Linked DNA regions of Mus musculus: regions 2 and 3 are each linked to region 1. The links are chromatin contacts, called in public Hi-C and Micro-C maps. All regions are on one chromosome and are shown on one strand. The core of a region is the stretch at or near the end of the contact, and the rest is flanking DNA. Distances in the headings are between cores, read along the strand shown. Region 1 overlaps Mark1 (MAP/microtubule affinity regulating kinase 1). Region 2 has its middle 32 kb from the start of Gm34797. Region 3 has its middle 8.2 kb from the start of Gm34797.

What was found. A called contact is a pair of places that touch in the nucleus more often than the background predicts.
Region 2: a contact with region 1 is called in a Hi-C map of cerebral cortex, with 2.3 times the contacts expected there. The contact joins two enhancer-like sites. A contact is called at or near these places in 3 of 484 Hi-C or Micro-C datasets (cerebral cortex, forebrain and nephron progenitors) and 3 of 115 datasets of contacts at active chromatin or transcription factors (embryonic stem cells and neural progenitor cells).
Region 3: a contact with region 1 is called in a Micro-C map of granulosa cells, with 2.7 times the contacts expected there. The contact joins two enhancer-like sites. A contact is called at or near these places in 2 of 484 Hi-C or Micro-C datasets (granulosa cells and nephron progenitors) and 3 of 115 datasets of contacts at active chromatin or transcription factors (the NIH/3T3 cell line and embryonic stem cells).

The regions. Positions count from the first base shown.
Region 1 is chr1:184,962,874-184,968,012 of GRCm38.p6, forward strand. All of the region lies in intron 1 of Mark1 (MAP/microtubule affinity regulating kinase 1), which reads right to left. Among named protein-coding and RNA genes, the nearest start is that of Mark1, 34 kb to the right of the region's middle. Within about 2 kb of position 2,953, at least 32 of the 459 cell types and tissues checked have an H3K27ac peak or open chromatin away from gene starts, as enhancers often do. A contact at or near this core is called in cerebral cortex, forebrain and granulosa cells, where this site is marked.
Region 2 is chr1:185,147,903-185,153,041 of GRCm38.p6, forward strand. No RefSeq gene overlaps it. Among named protein-coding and RNA genes, the nearest start is that of Gm34797, 32 kb to the left of the region's middle. Within about 2 kb of position 2,694, at least 17 of the 459 cell types and tissues checked have an H3K27ac peak or open chromatin away from gene starts, as enhancers often do. A contact at or near this core is called in cerebral cortex and forebrain, where this site is marked.
Region 3 is chr1:185,123,704-185,128,842 of GRCm38.p6, forward strand. No RefSeq gene overlaps it. Among named protein-coding and RNA genes, the nearest start is that of Gm34797, 8.2 kb to the left of the region's middle. Within about 2 kb of position 2,413, at least 4 of the 459 cell types and tissues checked have an H3K27ac peak or open chromatin away from gene starts, as enhancers often do. A contact at or near this core is called in granulosa cells, where this site is marked.

The DNA.
Region 1 (5,139 bases), core at 1,703-4,202:
GGATGGGTGCCCAGCTCTATGAGATCAACCTGCAGAATTTCAGAAGATGCAAGCATGAGAGCCAAACTGAAGGGATTCCCAGGTCAGGAACTCCTGCTGACAATCACTACACTGGACAGCACCTCAAAAGGAAGGAGCTGACATGTAGAAGCAGACATGTCTTCTTGGCTTGCAAGTAGCTCTCAGCAGCTGCTCACCCTCCTCCTGATAATCTTGCCGTCCTAGATCTCCCTGTTCATGTCCCTTCTCTCCCAGCTTTCTGATTCTGCAGTAAACCAGGAATTCCAACCTTAGTGTCTTGTTTTCTCTGTCCCATTACATCAACTGCTGGGATGATTCTGCTTGGTTTCAGAGCCTGAAGCAGCATGTATGCAGACAAGTTCTGTCTCCAGGTATCTCTCTTGAATTTCAGACGTATGTGCTGTCACCTTGACACGTCCACTTGGATGCTTGCCAACAACTGAACCTCGACACACCCCAACCTCACAATTCCTAACGTGATCTCCGTTCCCAGCCCTCCCACTCCGTCACCTCACATCCAGTCTGTCAGGAACTGTAGTTTTACCTTGTAGACACCTCTAACAGCTCTAGCCTGTGCTGTCTCCACACCGCCCTCCCAGCATACTGATAAGCCTCCAACCCTGCCTCACCACTTCCCTCTCTGGTTACTCTTAACCACCGCAGATAGAGTATTTCTCTTTAAAACACACCCTTAGTATCCAACTGCACTCTGGCTTCAGATCCTCACGCACACAGGCTAGCGCAGTCCCCACACCTCAGTACAGACGCTCGCTGTGCAGTGGGCTGCAGTTAGTGCTGAAACTGACAACTGCTCCAGTGCAGTGTCTGTGGAGAGCTCAGCCCCCACGGGAAGACGTGTCTTCTGGGTGGGACAGGACCCTTGAACTCATGAAATCACAGCTCTGGTTGCCTGGACAAGAGCAAGCTAGTCACTATTCCACATGAGGTGGGGAAGGGGCTCCAGAATCTATTGACATTGAGGGCCGCTGGGGGAGGAGCAGTCACTTTTCTGTAAGGGTGTGGCCTCAGGCAGGTCAACCTACTGCAGTGGAACCCATACTCATAAGCACGTGGTCGGCACAAATGAGACTTTGTGGGTTTAAAAATAAATAAATGTAAACAGCTCTATGAGCTTCATTTAAGAATTTTATGTATAATAAAACTCCCACATGTAGAAATGTGAAGTGACTTATATGTAAGTCAAACTTGTTCGCTTTAACACAATATTTAAAATTACAGACAATGGGGCTGAGGAGATGGCTCAGTGGTTAGAGCCCTGGCTGTTCTTGCAGAGGACCTGAGTTCAATTCCAGCACCCACATGGTGGCTCACAGCCATCTGTAACTACAGTTCTTCTGCTTTCCATGGTCATGTGGCACGCATACATACACACAAGTAAAGCATTTATTTACACACATAAAATAAAATAAATCTTTCTGGGTGGTAGGTTCAAGGCCAGCCTGGTTTACAGAGCATGTCCCAAGACAGCCAGGGCTATACAGGGAAACCCTATTGTAAAACAAACAAACAAACAAACAAACAAAAACACAAAATAAATAAATAAATAAATAACAAATCTTTAAAATAAATAAAATTACTGAAGGTGAGACACAACCTAGAGACCCATCGGGGGAATGTGGTTAAATATCCCCATGAAGTAGAGTGCTAAGGAATTAAAGAATAAGATATTCACATGTGCAGTGATATGGCATAATCCCTCACATATACTCAGAAAAGAAAAATCACACGAAGAATCAAATGCTGCCCTGTGTCTCAGGAAGCTTTACATCTGTTCATACCACCACACTTTGGCTTCTGTGGAGAAAGGGTCCAGGACCACCCCACCCATCATCAAAGGCACAAAAGCCCCAGATTCCCAAGTTCCTTCTAGGTAGAATGGTGTCACGTTTGCACACGACTTACCCCATTCTCTTACATCCCTCAATCACCTGTAGGCAGCTTCCAGTACCTGACAATGTAGATGCTGTGCAAACAGTTCCTACATTACACTGCTTAGGGAACAGTAAGAAGGGAAAGTCTACAGACTCCCAGTACAGATGCCATTACTGCTTTTAAAGATTACTTATTTAGAACATTCTTGGTTTAATCCAAGAATACAGGCCACAGATACAAACGGCCAAGTGTATGTGCACAGAATCCCTCTACTTGGTAACTCTAGGTTGGAAAGAAGAGTTTATTGGGAACCCTTTGGACATTAAAACTTCTCATCTGTTTGAATCTATCACCTGTCATCAAAAATACTTAAACTGTTACAAGTAGTTGGTTCCTATCTCCTAAGCACTGATTTCTTGGTAAATTACCAGATCATGCCTGAACTTCCTCACCAAATGCTTACAGACACTTCGTGTGCTGCCATCTGCCATCTTCAGTTTGTAGCAAACTACAAACCATTCAAATCACACTTATGGGACCTGGCACCTAGCACATCACTTCAAAAAAAAAAAAAAGCCTCTCCAGGCAACGGTTTCTTCACCTGCGTGACCAACAACAGTGGCTTTGAGCACAACTGTCTTCCAGTCTGTAGATGGAGACAATCTGTGGTTGGAGGTACAGTGAAGCAGTATGACTTGGTACCAGCCATTGCTGGACCACGGTGGTTACTTCATCTGGCTGCTTCTCCCCCATGCTGTCTGAACTCCCACAGTGAACACAGTATTCTCACAGCTAGGCATAATCCCTCAGACTAGGAAAGCTGCTGCTAGTCCAAGAGCAATAGCAAGAACAGTCACTTAGGGAAACTGACAGTGTCTGTCTTCTGCGCCAGTGCCTGTGTAAACATAACTTTACTTAAGCCTTGTAAGTCTGAGAGGCCGATAGCGTTACCCATTTCAAATGGAAGACAGCAAAAGCTGAGCAAGGAAAACAGATCACCACTGGCCTTGCAGCCAGCAGGTGGCAGTTTCAGCAGCCAGATTCCCATGAGTCTTCCTTACCACAAAGACCTTCACTAAGCCTGCGCTGCTCCTCGAATCTTGCTCCTGCCTTAACGTTAGCAGGCTCTGCGTACTCAAACTCTGTCTTAGGACTCCTTCAGAGCTGAGCATTTACAGAGCGCCCACCTTATCAGCCCTCACCCATGTGGTAAGCCTCACGGGGCTGGACAGAGGCTTTGCCAATAACCAGAAACAACCCGGTCAGAGGAAGAGACCAAAGACCTGACCAGAGTTCGTGAGGATGTGATAGTCTGGTCTGGCATGTCCTCTAAAGGCAGGGATGCTGAGGAGTCTGTCCCCAGCAGATGGCACCACTGGGAGGAGAGAGGAACATGGAGGCAGAACCTGGCTGTAAGGGGAAGGCCCAGGGGCAAGCCCTTGAAAGAGATACTGAGGACGGGTCCTGCACTCGCCTTTAATCCCTGCACTCAGAAGGCAGAGGCAGGCAAAGCTCTGAGTTAAAGGCCAGAGTGGTCTACAGGGTGAGTTACAGGACAGCCAGGGCTACACAGAGAAACCTTGTCTTGAAAAAACAAAACAACAAAACCAACCTACCAAAACAACAACAACAAAAACCCCAACCCCCCAAAATAAAAAAAAAACCAAAGTGTACTGAGACCCTGGCACCTTCCATGTTCTTTCCTTCCCACCCCTTCTCTCTCCCTCCCTCCCTCCCTCCCTCCCTCCCTCTCCTCCCTCCCTCCCTCCCTCCTTCCCTCCCTCCTCACCCTCTCTGTCCTTCTCTCTCTTTAAATCATTTGTGATAGGTGAGAAACTGCTCCATTGTGTCCTCTCTACTGTGGTGTTCTGCCTCACCAAATGACTACAGAGACTGAAACTGAGCCCAAACCTAGCTTTCTCCTTTCAAGATGCCTTTCTGAGGTATTCTGAGGTATTCAGTTGGTTGTCACACCCAACTGAATGCATGGGACGTGCCATCTCACACTGCCCCAAGGACATGTGTAGTCTCTTCTGGCTGTTGCTACAGCGAGAACACTGGGCTGAGGAGTCCTGGGTCCTCTCTGTTCCGAGTTAACAGCAGTTGTCCTAAGTGTCCCCCTCTAGAATAGATCCAACATCAAAGATGTACCACACCTCAATAGACAGCACCCCAAAACTCAGTGTGACAGGGCCAGTGAGCTGGCTCAGTGGATAAAGGGGCTTACCACCAAGGCTGATGGCCTGAGTTGAAGTCCCAGGAACCACAAGGCAGAAGGAGAAAACTGACTCCTACATGTTGACCTCTGACTCCACACATGTGCACACACACTAAATGTAAGTTTAAATTTTAAGTCATTGGAGTCCGCACACAGCCACATGTAAGCATTTTGTCTGCTCCTTTTAACTTACGAACAAATGGAAGTTGTGAATTGTTCTGCCAAAGAGCTAAGAGAGTTCTGTGAAAATGACCTTAGGGACGTCATAGCCCTCAGGAGGACTTGGTACCACTGTTGTTCTAAAGCAGGGTGTGACTAACCAAGGACATCAATGGGCTCCAAGTGACAGAAGAGGCTGAGAAACCTGGATCCCACGTTACAGCTTGAATTTATGCTGTGAGAAAGGAATGGGCAAACATCTCGGTATAAGTAAACTGTATTACTTTCCCCTGAAGTCCTGCTCATTCCCCACTTACAATAGTCTACTGTTAATGACAAGGCCATGGCAAACAACGCTTCACTGAAGCAAAGCTGGAGACTGCGGCACTGGATCCTAAGCCCTGCCACATAAAGCAGGTGTCTCTACTACCGCTCTGTGCTGTCCCGTGTACACACGGGACATGGCTCTTCTCAGAGAAACACGATGAGGGGGAAAACAAAGACCAGTTCTAAAGAAAAGAATGAGAATAAGAAGAGTAAAGTAAGAGTTCTCCTGGAGGTTTTCCCACAAATGTTCTTAAGGAGAAAAAATAGCATTTTAGGCTCAGTTCGAGAGAAAAGTCAAGCATATAAACTGGAGACCCACATTAAGCAGTGCCCATGGAGAGCCAACGCTGCTGCAGAGACAGGCATGGGCGCATGAAATGGTCTGAAACGGTGAAGGACAATGGGAAACCTAGTGTGTTTCCACATGACCTGGCATCAATCTGTGTGTACACAGGGAGCCTGTGCTCAGGCCACCTGGAGACCTTACCAACCTGACGCCAATGAACCCGTTCAGACGGTGT
Region 2 (5,139 bases), core at 1,444-3,943, 180 kb after region 1:
GGTTTCCCAGAACACAGGTTTCCTTTTGAAGAGACAGCCCTGGGTATTTATCACTCCTGGTCCCCTAGTGTTTATCTGTGAGCACTGAGAACCACAGTACCTTCCATGTGTAGTCTCTTCTCTTCAGGACCAACTCAACATCATCAGTACGGTACTTGTCTTCGTCAGGGTTTCTATTCCTGCACAAACATCATGACCAAGAAGCAAGTTGGGGAGGAAAGGGTCTATTCAGCTTACACTTTCCACATTGCTGTTCATCACCAAAGGAAGTCAGGACAGGGCAGGAACTTGGAGGCAGGAGCTGATGCAGAGGTCATGGAGGGGTGCTGCTTACTGGCTTGCTTCCCCTGGCTTGCTCAGCTTGATTTCCTATAGAACCCAGGACTACCAGCCTACGGATGGCACCACCCACAATGGGTCCTCCCACCTTGATCACTTATTGAGAAAATACCTTATAACTGGATCTCATGGAGGCATTTCCTCAAGGGATGCTCCTTTCTCTGTGATAACTCCAGCTTGTATCAAGTTGACACACAAAACCAGCCTGCACAGCACCTTTTTTGTATTATTTAAAGGGAATCCCTTACCATGAGGGAACCTTGTGTTCTGACCAGTAAGGACACAAATGATAATGGAACTGAAGCCATAGGTCCTGAGCATGTATTAGGGGTAGAAGGGCAAAGTTGACTTCTTTCTGGGGCTCTCTAAAATCATCTTATAGTTTCACCATGGGAGGTTACCACAGATTTTCTGCCCCATTGCCAATAAGAAAGCAGAGAAAGTGAGTGATGTTAGAGCTTGTGTTCAAAATAACTATCTGTTGCTATTGGTAACAAAGTCTCGGGGAGCTGGACTGTAGGAATCCATGAGCCTTTTCGACTTTCAGATGGTTGAAGGTTTTTAGAAAGGGGCTTGGCTTTATTTTTAGTTCTTATAGTTCACATATTTCTCAGAAGGTCAGTAGGCCTTGGGAAGGTTTATAGTCTAAATTTAGATTGTCAAAATTATGTTTTAAACAAAATTGTTGGGGAGTTAGCCAAAAATTAAACCTTAAAGACTGAATCGGGAGATAGATAAGTTGCATATCTTGGTGACACAGCCTGGCACCGTGTGCTGCCTTTACCTCCCAGGAGCCGTTGCTCCGACTCCATAGACCTTCCTGGACCCTCTTATGATGTGTGGGCACTTTTCTTTGTCCTCACTCTGTAGCCACCCCCACCCTTTGCACTTGAAGAAACTAAACTAACCCGGTACCTACATTCCAATTTTTTTCACATCTGCAAATAATACCATATTTGACTCAAATCAATCTGAATCAAAAAAAAAATTATCAGCTCATTTCCTTGGGAAGTTCAAAAGTTCAGGCACGAATATTCAACTAGTTTCTGGGGCTGACTTTCTATGTGTCCTATGAGTCAGCTTCTGTGTTGATTCCTTTCTCTGATTCTCTTTCTCTACAGCCCTAAAATAGTGCTACCTGCTCTGGAAACATCTTTCTTGTGATGCAGGAATATTGGTTGTCTTTGAGAACAATGGCTGCTGTCTCCACTTAAACAGCTAGGGGCCTGGAAAGAAAAACCACTTGAAGGCCACAGAAGCCAGTGGCCTTCAGGGTCTTGTCTTGCAAATTTAAAGAATGAAATTCACAGACCACAGAGGGTGAGTTTTAGAAAGAAGTTTATTATGGATTTCTAAGTGGAGAAGGGAAGGAGGGAGAGAAAGAGAGGAAGAGAGGGAGGGAGGGAGGGAGGGAGGGAGGGAGGGAGGGGAGGGAAGATACAGAGATCCTACTGCAGCAGGAGGGGTCAGTCTGGGTGTATTGTAAGGGACTGACTTATGGAAGAGACTGGAATAAAGTTGTAGAGTAGGTGAGCTCACAACTCCAGTCACCGCCCTCTGTCTCCCTCCAATCTCTGGGCAGAGCTGTTCACCTAGGAGATAAGGGGAGGAGGAATAAGGTCTAGAGCTCTCTGGCATGTGTGGCCTCTAGCACGGATGCTCTCAGAACTGTCATTTGGGGTTCCTGTCCTTCCTTGCTGGTTTTTATCTGGGGAATACAGTAAACATTTCTTATTCAGAACTATTAAGAAATGTCCAGATATTCATGGTCATTCAACTGGTATGGATTTCTGCCCTACCCTGTGCCAACAAAATAAGCAGTGACAATTGGTTTAGGCCTTAATCCAGCTCCCACCCTCAGAGCAAGAGCCCCATCTGGACCATAAGGGATAAGATGGAAAAGAAACCGATCCCAAAGGAGAACAGGGGCTCTTGACAAAAGCAGGACTGGGGACCAGGGAGGCAAGCAGCAAATATTCAGCTTTGGCCATTAGTGCTTCCTCTGCCCAGATGACACGCAACGTGGCAATCCCACTGGGCTCGCCACAGCCCACTAACATCTCTGCTTCTCTTTCATCTTTGTGTTGACTGATGCTGACATGTATTCAGTGGGTTCTGATCCTACCCAATGTCGTGAAAGAATATAAACGTTCTCGCTTTAAGACACAGTGTAAGACATACATATTCAGTCACCAGATTCCATTAGACAGAGCATCCTGGCAATACCAGAGACTGACAGAAATAAGTATTACGGTTCCCAAATGTATTGACCATGTAAACTGAAGCACAGATGGTTTTAATAGTCTATCCCGATATAGAAAGAAGGATGATGGGTGGTGGAGACAGGAATACGCCACCCCAAAATAGGCTCCTCGGCATATGGCCTATTCTGTGCTGAAGGCAGTTGAGGAATAGCAGACCCAGGGAAAGCACTGGAAATAGATGTAAGTTTCCCTTTTTAAGGACATCTCCACTTAGAAAAGCAATTCCTACTTGTAAAGGTGGCACACTCTCCTGTACCCAGAGGAAAGGATGAAAGCGGTCACTCACCATGAGAGAAAGCACCATATCTGCAGGCTGCGGCTTACCAGACTGCCCTGCCCACCATCCAGTTCTTAGGTATTTTCTCAGAAGTCCCTTTCCCATCAGGATTAAAATCTCCCTTTCCTGATCAAGCCTAAGATTTCACGTGTAAACGCCTGGTTCTGGCTGCTTCCTGAGCTACGGCTTCCTCTGTGGGTGACGATGTAGATAGATGCACGTGATTCAAACTGATTTCGGTTTTCGGTTGCTCCTCTGCCTTGTACTGGTTTTACTCACGGGCCCCAGCCATTGACCCGAGGAACATAGAAAGCCTCCATCCTGCCATGCTAAAAATCAAATTTGAGGGTGCTATAAGCTCAGTTACTTTTAAAGGATTAAGTTTCTTAGCCACTGAACAATTAATCCCTTTGAAACTCCTTCTTTTCAATCTAGAGAGGCCGCCTTTCAGTGTATGAGTCATGGTGAACTAAACTGTCAAGAGATGGGTTTCTTTTGTGACAGATGTGTGGGACAGATCTAGGCTAGAGCTAAAGGGAAGGGGACCAAACTGAACAGATCCCACGTGTCAGATTTCTATCAAGAGCCAGATCTGGGTAAATAACATTAAAATGACACAAAATGAAGTTATTGTCCTCAAACAGCAGTCTAGAAAGAAAAAAACCCACGAGCAATATACACGGAAACAGACGGGTTAATGAATGTCCCTAAGGTGGTAATGATGACGCTGACTGAGAGCCACTCCAATGCTTCACACTCGTCTCTCAATACCCACTGGAGAACGGGCTCTGCAGTGGCCCTGGTCAGCAGGTCCCTGTTAGCGCCTTCCTGTTGCCACCTCTTCCCCTTTCTGTTTCTCTGCCTGTTAAATCTTGGCTCTTTCCCACTGCTTTCCCTGCTGTTGCAGCCCTGTGAACCGGAAAAAGGTTCACTGAATAATTTAAAGGCAGCAGCATCAGACTTCCAGAAGCAATGCTCTGGTTTTAAGACAACATGGTCACCAGAGCATTTGCGTGCGTGTTCCAGACAGACACACGGCGATGTGTGTTGTTAGGTTGCTAGTTGGCAGGATTAGGATTAGAGACTATTGGTGTTGGACTCCCTCCCCACTACCCTCTAACCAATAACTTGTAAAACTAAGGCTGGAACTACAGTACCAGAACTACCAGCCCAAGGAACAGAGCAAGTCATAGCTGGCCCTGGAAGGAGCTGTGGCATTTTAGACTGCTTGGAGAACAGACACTAGCTGATAACTATCTAAACCTGATTCTATAGAGCCCTTAACCCTTGGGGATTACTATCCGGGTGTTTTCTTATAAAACCGAAGGGCACACCTTGGTCTCAGGTGAGAGTCAATCCAAATGGGCCTGTCAGTCACCTCCCCAGGGGAATGTTCCTCTGGAAAACTGTCTGCTAGACTACTTAGAAACGGCATAAAGCTGACCTACAATGTAGATCTGCACAATGGTCCATTAGGCCATTTTTACCCCTTAGGAGTATTTCTCTTTGCTCTCTTTGCTCCATGACAAACTGTATTCATCTTCTACATTATGCTTTGTGTGTGTGTGTGTGTGCGTGCACGCTTGCGCGTTTTCTTCAGAGACATCACAAAGTCTGGGGAGCCTACAGTGGAATCCTGGTGATGCTGATAACTAAAAGAGCCAGAGAATGAGCACCAACTGTAAGCACCCAGAGAATATGAACATCAGTAGGAATTGAGGAATGATGAACGAAGTAGCTGGGTTAGCTGATGGTTAGCAACGGGGCAAACCACCTGTGTTAAGACAATACATCCACGAGGAGTTACACGCCTTAAAAATATCTGTGCACCTTTTATCTTATTCCTTTTTGCTACTCCCAGTCTCCCAGAGGCATTTCTACAAACACCTTCCCTAGGGAATCAGCACAAATCACAAATACATTTGAGTCCTAAACAGAAATAGAAGCAAGAAACAAAACATGGAAAGCTCTAGAACACCCTCCCCCCACAGCAAGATTTGCTTATCCAAGTCCCCACAAATGTGGGTTAGAACCGGTCCTTAAGTTACGAACCCTTAAGGTTTGTAGATGACGACTGAAATGTGGGGACTGAGTCAGGACCGGATGTAGAACTCAAGCAGCCGAAGACCAGTGACAAATCTGAGAAACATGGCCCTCTTTCTACCTGTCCTGTGAAGGTCGCTTTTATTAATTGAAATAAGTTCCTGGATTCATTTAGGTAAACCCTCACCCCAACTTCCCATTCATTCCTGTCCCTAC
Region 3 (5,139 bases), core at 1,163-3,662, 160 kb after region 1:
TTCTCAAACCCAAGAGGTGGTTGTTAAAACTAAGTTTAAATACTAGGGTATCATAACCCTGGACTTTTAGCAGAACAGTCCCATGTACAAGGCCGTGGTCCCTAGATTCGGGAACTCTACAAACACGGTTGGTGAGAAATGGGAAGCCTGCTCAAGAGGAAGGCTTGGCCTAAAAGCAGAAGCTGTGTGGGACCTGTCGTTCATCAGTATTGCACTCTTGGTGATTCACAATGATAATAAACTCTGTCTAATAACTAAAACCAGGGGCCAGCCAGCCTAGACCAATCAATGAAATCCAAGCTGATAAGAGGCCCTGGGTTTGCTGGTGGTGGTGTTTATTTGTTTTTGTCTTAAAAGGTGGATGGTGGTAGCTGAGAAATGACACCCAAGGTTGTTCTCTAGTCTCTGTGCCTGTGAGTGTACACACATGCACACACACACACACACATACACACACACACACACACACACACACACACACACACACACACAGAGGCATACATATACAATTTTTTAAAAATACCAAAAATAGTATTAATTTTCCCTCGGGGAAATTTGTGCAGTGCTAAACCTAAGGAAGAAAGGTGAGTTAGACATGCTTTCTAGTCCCTTCCCCCAGACGCTTCTCAATTCCTCTTAATTCTGGTACTCATGTATAAAAAGCCAGGCAATAACATCAGCTAAGAACACTAACGTACCGGAAGGGAACATTATAGAAATTTTTAAGTTATAGAATTTCACATTCACCTTGCTTTCTGTAACACTTGCTATGATTTCTCACTGGAGTAGTTTGGTTCATTATCGGCTGAAGGAGTGGAAAGATGGCAAACCCTCAGTCAGCAACATTTGGAGAGCTAAAGTCTCTCCAAAAAAAGCCATCCTCATTATCATTCCTCTGGGGTTTGACTTGACAGAAGCCTTTTATCTGGGGATCTCAAGGCACTAATAACGTGATGCTGGCATATGTATGCACACACACACATGTACACACACAGGCACACACACACACATATGCACACACACATATACACATGCATAGACACACAGGCATGTGCACTCACACATGCACATGCACAGATACACACAGACATTTGTACACATACACACACACACACTATGAATTCAAAGCTTCACAGGCTTTTATTAGTTTCCCCACACACTGGGGATCCCACTTGCCAAATAGCAAACACAAAACTACATAGTTTTCAGTCTGTGACCCTCTACAAACCTGTTCGGCTTTGTTTTGTTTTTTTCTCGAGAGTGGGTCTCACGCAACCCAGGCTTACTACACAGCCAAGGGTGACCTGGGACTTCTAATATTCCTTCTTCCACTTCCCAAGTGCCGGGATTGCAGGCAGACACCACCCTGCCCAGTTTTTAGTCAGTACTGGGGATTGAACCCAGGCTTCATGCATGCTAGGCAAGCACTCTACCAGCTGACTGCATCCCCAACCTGCCCACCAACTTCTTAAAAATATAAACAAAGCCTCAGTCTCAGGTGACCAGACTGCTGTCCTGTGGTAATTCCTAGGACAAAGAAATTCCACTATGACCTGGGAACTTCCTTCTTTTGTCACATTAACTATGGAAGACACTCCTGGTTGCTCTGGTAACTTTGTCTCTATTCTTCCGAAGCAGATGAACCCTAAGGCATCTTTCAACAGTTCACTCAAAGGCAGAAGGGCACCGATGTGCTGGACAGGAGTGTAAAAGGTGAACAATTAGCGCTGGAGACACACATAGTGGTAGAGCTCTTGCCTAGCGTGCAAGACTCTAAGAGAACAGCCTCCTCATTCATGCCCACTGCCACGAGTGGATCTGATCCACCAGCATTTCCCTGCTGCGATAGACTGAAGACCCTTGGAACAGGAGCGAGCGCAAATCTTTTCTCTCTGTGCTGTTTTCATTGGGAATCTTGCCACAGCAACGAGTATCTAATACACTCCCTGTGGGTGCTACAAACCACAGCCACACAGCCAGCCACACTCATTAGCCAAGGTGGTATAGCCATATATATATTCAGCCTGGCTCTTTCTCCCTCTTGTCCCCACAGAAGGGACAAAGTTTTATCTTGTTTCCATGAAGCGATTTCCATGTGTGGGTACTGTTTCTGACTCCTGGGGCACTGTAGTCTGTGTACCATCTCTGCCTACACCACATCGTTCTGGGAAAGTCAGCCACTCTCCATCTTAGGACTTGGAATTGAGGCAAGGCTGAGAGGCAGCGAGAATTAAGGGGGCATGGGAAAGCAAAAACATCCTCACCCCAACGACGTTTCGTTTGTATTTTCGGCTGGCTTAGAGTCAAGAAATTTCAACACAACTGATAAAACCAAGATCGCCTGCAGAGAGAGTGCTCGCTTTTCTACCAGTATCTCCAGCAAGGATGTTAAAAAGCAGAGGGTGCTGACTCAGGGCCAGCATTTCCATGGCCTTGAGTTTAACTTGTTAGTGCTCTAAATCTAAACCACACTTCTCACAAAGCTAGCATCACGGCCTCGCGAGCGAAGGAAAAGCCTCGAAGAAAAATAAGTCAAACAACTGATAGACTTTTTACTCTGTTTATAAACTTTGCTTAAGTTTAAAACTTTGATTAATCTTTAAACCTTGTTGAAAATTATACTCTTTAAACAGTGTAACTTAGAAAAGCACAGACTCTCTCGCACACATGCACACACTCACACTTACACACACACACACACTCACTCACACACATACACACACTCATACACACAACTCATTTTTAAAGACACGGGAGTCTTTAAAGACTAAGCATCCCTCTCCTGTAATGTCCCTGCTTACATTTCCATTAAGCTTATTTCTATTTAAATATTGTGCTAACTAAACAGGACTGGAACAATGGCAAATTAACCAGCATGTTAACATGGAAAGGAAGTTTCTCGGGGCCCCACCCTTAGATCAAGGGCTACAGGTGACTAATGACCTGCTGGGAGAAGGAGAAGATTTCTCCTGGGGGTGAAACCCCTTCTTGATTGTCCAATGCAGAGTGGTCAGCCTTGAAACCATATACACACCACCAACAAAAGTGAACTCAAAAGGTTGTGTGTGTGTGTGTGTGTGTGTGTGCATGTGTGTGTATGTGCATGTGTGTATGTATGTGTGTATATGTTTGTGTGTATATGTGTGTGTCTGCATATGTGTGTGTGTGTGTGTATATATATATATGTGTGTGTGTGTGTCATTTGTGCATATACACACATACATATATACACACACACGCACACACACACACATTATGTATGTAACAAGAATAATCAAAGAAGAAGAAGCTATCAAGTTGAGAGTGGGAGAACATGGGAGGGGTGGGAGGAAGAGTTTCTGGGAGGGGCTGGAGGAGGTAAAGGGAGGGGAAGTGATGTAATTCTATTACAATTAAAAGCATATTAAAAACAAATAAGTAAATAAACTTCATGCTAATAATACAGTCTTACGTCTTTTTGGTTTTGAGCCTAGCCTTTAATGTCTGAGCCATCTCTCCAGTCCTAATTATGTAGTCTCAAACAATTCCAATGATGATGTCACTGTTAATATGGGAATGATGTTTACTGAATTCTTTTTATTTTTTTAATCTTCTTGCATGCATGTCTGTGTGGGACTGCTGGGACATGGCAGGGTACACCTATAAAGACCAGAGACAACTTCCTGTGTCAGCCTTGACTTCCATTTTGTTTGAGTCAGGGTCTCATTGTTGTTTTCTATGCATACACAAAGGCTAGCTGGCTCTTGAACTTCCCCAGTCTTCTCTCCGGTCTATCTCTCATCTCAGTGTGGAATCATTGGGATTACAGGTGCATACAATGTGTGGGCTCTGGGATTTGAACTCATGTCTTTGTGCTTGTGAGGCGAGTGCTTTACCTACTGAGCCATCTCCTTAGGTCCCTTAATGTTTTGAATTCTTAGTGTATACAAGACATAAAGCTAAATGTTTTTCTAAATTCAGAGTTCATTCAGGACTTGGGCTTATTATCTGTTCTTTAGTGGCACCATTGACAAAGGTCTGGCTTTACTTGAGTAGAAGACCCTAGGGGAGACTCCTCAGGCTACTGGTGGCAGTGCCAGTGTGTGCCTCCTCGACACTCTTGGCAGAATGACCAGGAACCTTGAAAATCAAGTGTTCTTTGTTTAATGATTTTCATCCTGGGTCAGGAGAGATGGCTAGAGGTTAAAAACTCATACTGCCTTTGCGGGAGACCCAAGCCAGTTCTCAGCATCCACATGGGGTAGCTCACAACTGCCTGTGACTCTAGCTTGAGGGACATCTGATGCTTCTGGTCTCTACAAGCACCTCCACTCATATGCGTGTGCACACACACACACACACACACACACACAATAAATAAATAAACGCTTAAAATTGTTTTTATCCTAACATTATTAGAATTGAAGATGAGAACAATTTGTGTGTGTGTGTGAGAGAGAGAGAGAGAGAGAGAGAGACAGAAAGAGAGAGAGAGAGAGAGAGAGAGAGAGAGAGAGAACCAGGCATCACTAACTGTAGTTAAGTATGCTCAAAGCTTTTTGGCTTTTTCACAACTGCTGACTATGGCCTTCTGCAGCCTCCTCCAGGGGATGTGATCCCCCTCATCTGCTCTCAGTGAGTGCATGTGATGTGACCTTCGATTGGAAGTGTGCAGACCTCTACAAATAACCTCCACAGAGGGAGTCAGCCAGTGCTGCAGAGTGCAGTTCCCAGCATTGGCCACCCACTCCTTCTAAACTGACTCCATGTGCAACATTTGGCTCCTTTGCTCCAGAAAAAAAAAAAAAAAAAAAAAAAAAAGTGCCTCAAGCCTTGTTCCCATTCGATGTGTGGGCCAGAGTCTTTGGGCCTGAGAGTAACCGGCAGTTTGTATTACATGGGCATCGGTCTGGGGAATCAGAGAGATCTCCTTTAGGTTGATTGCCTGAGCAGGCTATGGGAGTCGAACACAGTTAATAGGTTGCTGACATGCAGGATGATACCTTGGGGGCCTAGAGACTCCGGCATCTTAGAGTCTTTGAGCCTGGGCAGGGGGTGGGGGTGGGGGAGGGGGAGATGCTGGAAAGAACAAGGCATGGAAAACACAAGTCAGGCACTGAAGGTGAGAGTTCCCAGAGTAACGTGGAGATCATGCTAACA